Linked DNA regions of Mus musculus: region 2 is linked to region 1. The links are chromatin contacts, called in public Hi-C maps. All regions are on one chromosome and are shown on one strand. Each heading gives the region's core, a stretch centred on a gene start, on an enhancer-like site or on the middle of the called end of the contact. The rest is flanking DNA. Distances are from core to core; before and after follow the strand shown. Region 1 overlaps Gm20125 (predicted gene, 20125). Region 2 has its middle 240 kb from the start of Gm32656.

The links. A called contact is a pair of places that touch in the nucleus more often than the background predicts.
Region 2: a Hi-C map of bone marrow-derived macrophages shows a contact between it and region 1, with 3 times the contacts expected there. The contact joins two enhancer-like sites. A contact is called at or near these places in 3 of 484 Hi-C or Micro-C datasets (bone marrow-derived macrophages and granulosa cells).

Annotation. Positions count from the first base shown.
Region 1 is chr10:16,995,648-16,998,444 of GRCm38.p6, forward strand. All of the region lies in intron 1 of Gm20125 (predicted gene, 20125), which reads right to left. Among named protein-coding and RNA genes, the nearest start is that of Gm20125, 99 kb to the right of the region's middle. Within about 2 kb of position 1,339, at least 57 of the 459 cell types and tissues checked have an H3K27ac peak or open chromatin away from gene starts, as enhancers often do. A contact at or near this core is called in bone marrow-derived macrophages, where this site is marked.
Region 2 is chr10:17,417,007-17,419,803 of GRCm38.p6, forward strand. No RefSeq gene overlaps it. Among named protein-coding and RNA genes, the nearest start is that of Gm32656, 240 kb to the right of the region's middle. Within about 2 kb of position 1,370, at least 61 of the 459 cell types and tissues checked have an H3K27ac peak or open chromatin away from gene starts, as enhancers often do. A contact at or near this core is called in bone marrow-derived macrophages, where this site is marked.

The DNA.
Region 1 (2,797 bases), core at 89-2,588:
AACAGGTTTGATTTCCTCTTACTGAGCGTCTTCCTTCCTTGTTCCTTATTGCATTCAGCTGGCTCTAATTCCTTTCCATGTACTTAAAGAAATGAAATATTTCATCTGAATTAAGAGCAATCATGTATTTGAGAAGATCAATCCAGAAAGAACAGAAAAGTGAATTGTTTTCAATGAAGCTGTTTACAGTGACTGAGCAGCTAGGGGTTAGATGAATAAATAAAAAGACCAGTAATTTCATTGAATTATATTGTTCAATTTCAATTGTGTCTCTTAATGTAAACAGCTCAGTGATTGATGCATTATCGAATATTCGTGGAGTGTGTGTGTAATGAATATGTTTATGAATGACCCAGTGAGAGAAAATCAATCTTAGAAAGATTTCTCTGTTGAATTGTAGTTTAGATGATTGCAAATCAAAGTTTAAAATGTCTGGATTACAACATTGAGTACTTCAAACTTTCAGAGGGAAAATAAAGGACCTGAAAGGCAACATAATAAAGTGACATGTAGTAAAGAAAACAGACAGTGTTTTCTAACGTACTTTTTTAGTATTTAAAGTCTTATGTCAAAGTAATAATAAAACTAGGAGCCAGTAGACAGGAATGGTGGCACACACTGGCAGGATCTCTAGTTCAAGACCATCCTCGACCATTCGTGTTAGGAGCCTATCTGAAAAACAATAATGATTTTGTTATTGCTTAAGAAAAGTAAGTCCATTTATTATTTCTGTCACTAATGTGGAGGAAAAGCTGACAGAAACTGTTTAAGGAAGACAGGGTTTGTTCTGGGTTAGAGTTTGAAGGTAAACAGTCCTTTGTGGAAAGACAGGTATGCCAGCAGAAGAGTGCTTCTGCTAGTCATATTACACCCACAGTCACAAATCAGACAGAAGCAAGAGCAGAGGAGAAGAGAAGCTGGGACCAGCTCTGATTTTCCCTTACTCAGACTGAGACACCTGTGCATGTTATGATGTCACCCACATTTACAGTGGGTCTTCCCACTTGAATTAACCCAGTAAAGAACATCCCTTACACACATACCCAAAATTTGGCCTTCTAAGTAACTCTAGATCTTGTCAAATTTGCCAATTCATATTAACCACAACTATTACCCAAGCATCCTAAAATCATAATAATGTATGCCAGCCGTTGAAAGCAATCATGCTTTTCTTTTAGAATTATGGAATTATGAAGTACCTGCCAGGAAAATCCACTTTTTATTCTAGCCAATGGATCAACCATCTGTGAAAATACTACTTCCTGTGAGCTACTCACTGAACCACATCCCCTGAGTGCCATGCTTGTCCAAGTGTCTGAAGTGATTGACAAAGCAAAGCATTAACATCTTTTGGGGAGTACCCAGTTGCGAAATGTCTCACTTCCCCCTTTCATCCTGACTCCTCTAGTTCTGTAAATGTGCTTAAATTACACTCAGCTTAAAACTCAAGCCTTTTCCATTTCCTGTCTCTGTCAATCTACTACCAACACTTCACATTTTCTTTTGTTCCACGGTAGGCAAAGTGCTTTATTTACTTATTTTTATTCATGTGATATCTGGGGAAATGATGGCAGAGAGATTTCCCAACCACAGACCAGACTGGATCCGCAACCAGGAGAATGAGCTTCACGGGGGGAACTTGTTACATACAACAGTTTACACACAGACCCAGGTTAACCTAATCAGACCTTGCATTTTAACAAGATACCTCAGTGAACAGTACATGCGAGTTTATTAAGCATTGACCAAGGAAAAGTAATAGATTTGCTTATGATATCTAAACCTGTGAGGAAAAGAGCCCAAAACGAACAACAATGAAAAGATATCCCAGCTCTATGTTCCTGAGCCCAAATATGGCATTACTATAAATGTGACTTTTGGGAACAACAACAACAAAATCACATGGCAAACTTTTGGAGCTAACCTCAGATAACTAAAAAAACAACAAACAAATACAATATCTGCAGGTGAATCCAATAGATCAGGGTGTGTTTGTGGGGGGAGGGGTAATTGGTAAGCAAGTCTCAGTTTGAGAAGATTGTTCATGTAGTACACATGAGCTAAGTTCAAGTGAGTACCACCCATCTCACATCATTCCTTCCTTTCTATGCCCTTCATCTCCTGCTATAACTAACTCACTGTTCCCTCTGAGTATAAGTCAGTGGCCACTTTATCCTCCTTTAACTAACTGACGTAATTATCTCTCTCTGTCTCCCTTTCCCTCTCCCTCTCTTCCTCCCTCCTTTCTTCCTCCCTTTCCCTTTCTCCTCTTCCCTTCCACTTCTTCTCCCACTTCTTCTCTCTCTCTCTCTCTCTTTTACCTGTATTGCTTACTCTATATTCATTCTTCATCCAACAACTCTTTCAAAGTTTCAGATAATGACTTCATTGGAGTACTTCAATGGATGTACCACAGCCTCTTAAATTATTCTTACATGCCCTTAATAGATCCCAGTATATCTTCAAACTCCTGCCCCATCTTCTACACGTGTGTTATGTTAAACATCACAAGGAATGATCTGAGAAAACCCATCAAAGAAAGCAGAGGTGTCTCTAGGTAAGTTTCTGTCTCTAGCAACAAGATCAAAACGAGAGTGTTATTCAAGATCTCTTTACAGCAAACATTCAATAGGTTCCTTCTGCCCTAAGCCGGAAACCTAGAAAGGGGTTAGTAAATGAACATGTCATGGAATTGGGCTGAGGATGCATCCCTACTTTAAACTTTCTTGCTGTGATTCTAATTGAAATTATCAGTGTGGTATTATGGAAAGTTGGTTTTTAATAGCTTTAGCCAGAG
Region 2 (2,797 bases), core at 120-2,619, 420 kb after region 1:
TGGGTTTTTGTTTGCTAAACATGGAACCACACACAGTTATGGATTTTACTGTACTGCTGCCATTATGCTCTCAGAGCTGTGTACTTTCATCTTCATGGAGACAGACAAAGACTCAAATCACCCTAAACAGAGCTTCCACAGAGAACACTGGTGTTCCTTCTTTTCTCAGTTCTTTCTCCCTAGGCTATTTCCATATTTCCTATTGAAATTCAGTGTCTTTCAATGTATTAAAAGAAATTTTATGGCAATTGTTCACTAGAATTAACATTGTTTTGTTTGGTTTTGTCATACCAACCTTCCTTAAGGCTGGCAAGTTACCTATAATAGTTGGCTTAAAAAGTAAGTAATGAATCTAACCAGGGATGGGACCGAGATGATTTAAACCTCAAGGTTACTCCATTACAGTCTGAGTTAGGAGAAAATGACACCATCATTTTAAGAATTTACTGGATGAAAAGATCACTCCAGAGATAAAATGTTTGCCTTATGAACGTAAAGACTTTTTTTATCTTAAGAGCCCACATTTAAAAAGCTGGGCATGTGGCCTACAACTGTAATTTTGGTGCTGGAGAAGCAGAAATAGTCAAATCCTTTGCAAGTTGGCCAACCCAACCCACTTTTCAAGTTACAGAGCACTGAGAGACTCTGTCTCAAAAAAAACAATGTGAGACCTGTAAGATGCCCTCACAAGTACAGACACTTGTCACCAAGCCTGAAGCCATGAATTCAATCTCCAGTCTCTAAAACCTACATGGCAGAAGGAGAAAAGAACTGCATCTTGTTCTCTTGATTCCATATATGTGCCATGCATGCCAATAAACAGATACACACACAGACAGAAGGAGGTGAGAGAGAGACAGAGACAGACAGACAGACTGAGAGAGGGAGGGAGATACACAGAAAGAGGCAGAGAGAAACACAGAGAGAAAATAAATAAAGTAATTTTAAAGCGTAATAAAAATATAACAAAGTGGGCAGTGTCAGGGGACAGACAGAATTGTTCTCCAGTCTCCACATGCTTGGGTATGTAGTGTGAATGCATGCGCACACACACAACACATGCACCTTCACACACATGAACATGCACACACACAGAAACACAGACACTGGGATTGTGGCTTAAGACAAACATGAATATTTCTAAAGTGATTCATTATATTGTTCATAATCTAATTCTTGGAGTTCCTGCCCTGTACTCTGTCTTTAAGCAAGCAGTTGCAGTTCAGCCAGTAGTCATTGCTATGTGCTCCAGTTTTTAGTTTGAACTTGGAGGGAGGCACACATTTTCTTCTGTTGTACTGGATTACATAATGGCTCGATGTACTAACTTTAGTGACAGAAACCATAAAATTGGCCCCACGTCAGAAAGTTCTCCTTTTCCACTTCACTGGCTGACTCAAGGCGGAACCACTTAGCCCAGGGGTCTTTTGTGAGTTTGCTGCTCCACTCTGAAAGTCACCTACCTCTCGGGCTTAAGAGCTGCATCGTTTTGTGGATTTTTCTGCTAGAAATCAGACAACCAATGGCACTCTTTCATCTGGTTTCTAACCAGGGTTTGTAGCCATCTAATTCACAAAATCTGGAGTTTCCATTCATGTCATTTGGCTTCCCTTTCGCTTCCTCATTGAATGTCAACCATAAGCTTTCCCTGGCCTTACACGTTTATGAGAGTTCTGGCATCTCTCAGACATTCAATATAATTGGTGTTAAAATTATAAAATCGTAGCTCTTTTAAAACAACATTTAAGAGTGTGATCTTTAAAATAAATGTATGCTTAAATCTGTCCCCATTTGGCCTTTCCACCTTTGCAATTACATTCTTTTCCTCCTTCAACATAATACTTTTATATTTTGAATAGGAACAAAAATAACAATGTGGTTATGTACACAGACTGAGACCACCAGAAATTACTGTGAAAATTATACAAGCTGGCCTAGCATCCATTGACAAGACACTCAGATTTTCAAGCCTCTGTGTACTGTTTCATCTTAGAAAATGTCCCTAGAGTTTGTTTACCTGGATACTCGTTCTATTCTTCCTCAGTTTGAAGGTGCATTCTAAGGTTTCTCTGTAGAGATATTAAGTTCCCTGCTTGTTTCCAGGGCACAATACTCAACCCAAGGACTTCTGAGAATTGCCTAGAATCAGAATCAAGATACAATCACTCTCTGCCCCCTTCTATATTTGGAATACACTGAAGCTCTGTTACGTGTTCATCTACAGTCACTTAGGTAGAAATCAGCTGCATGACCATACCTCAACATTCCCCAGCTGTTAAGATGGCCACCAAAATCCGACAACAAAACACTCACTCTATGATGAGGTCAGCTGTAATTTCAGAGGAAATTTCCCCAGGATAAGAAAGGAACCACACAATATAGAAAACTTTGAAGAATGGTGGCATCCTTTATGGTAAATTACAATTTTAGAAGTCCATTAAACAATAAAATTTTAAAATTCAGTAGCACATTTCTCCTAGACTACCTTAATGAGAAAGTCTCCTCTACCATAAGGGCTAAACTTCCATGATGAACTTTGCCAAACACTGGCTGGCTGAGATTCACTGTCAATCTCTTTCAGCCCTCATTGACTAATGAAAGATATCCCATCATAAGCTTCATCACTGTGGGGGTTTGAATATGGTTGGCCCAGGGAATGGCACTATTAGGAGGTTGGCCTTGTTAAAGTAGGTGTAGCCTTGTTAGAAGACATATGTCACTATAGGGGTCAACATTGAGACCCTCCTCCAACCTACGTGGAAGTAAATCTTCTCCTGTTTGTCTTTGGAACAAGTTG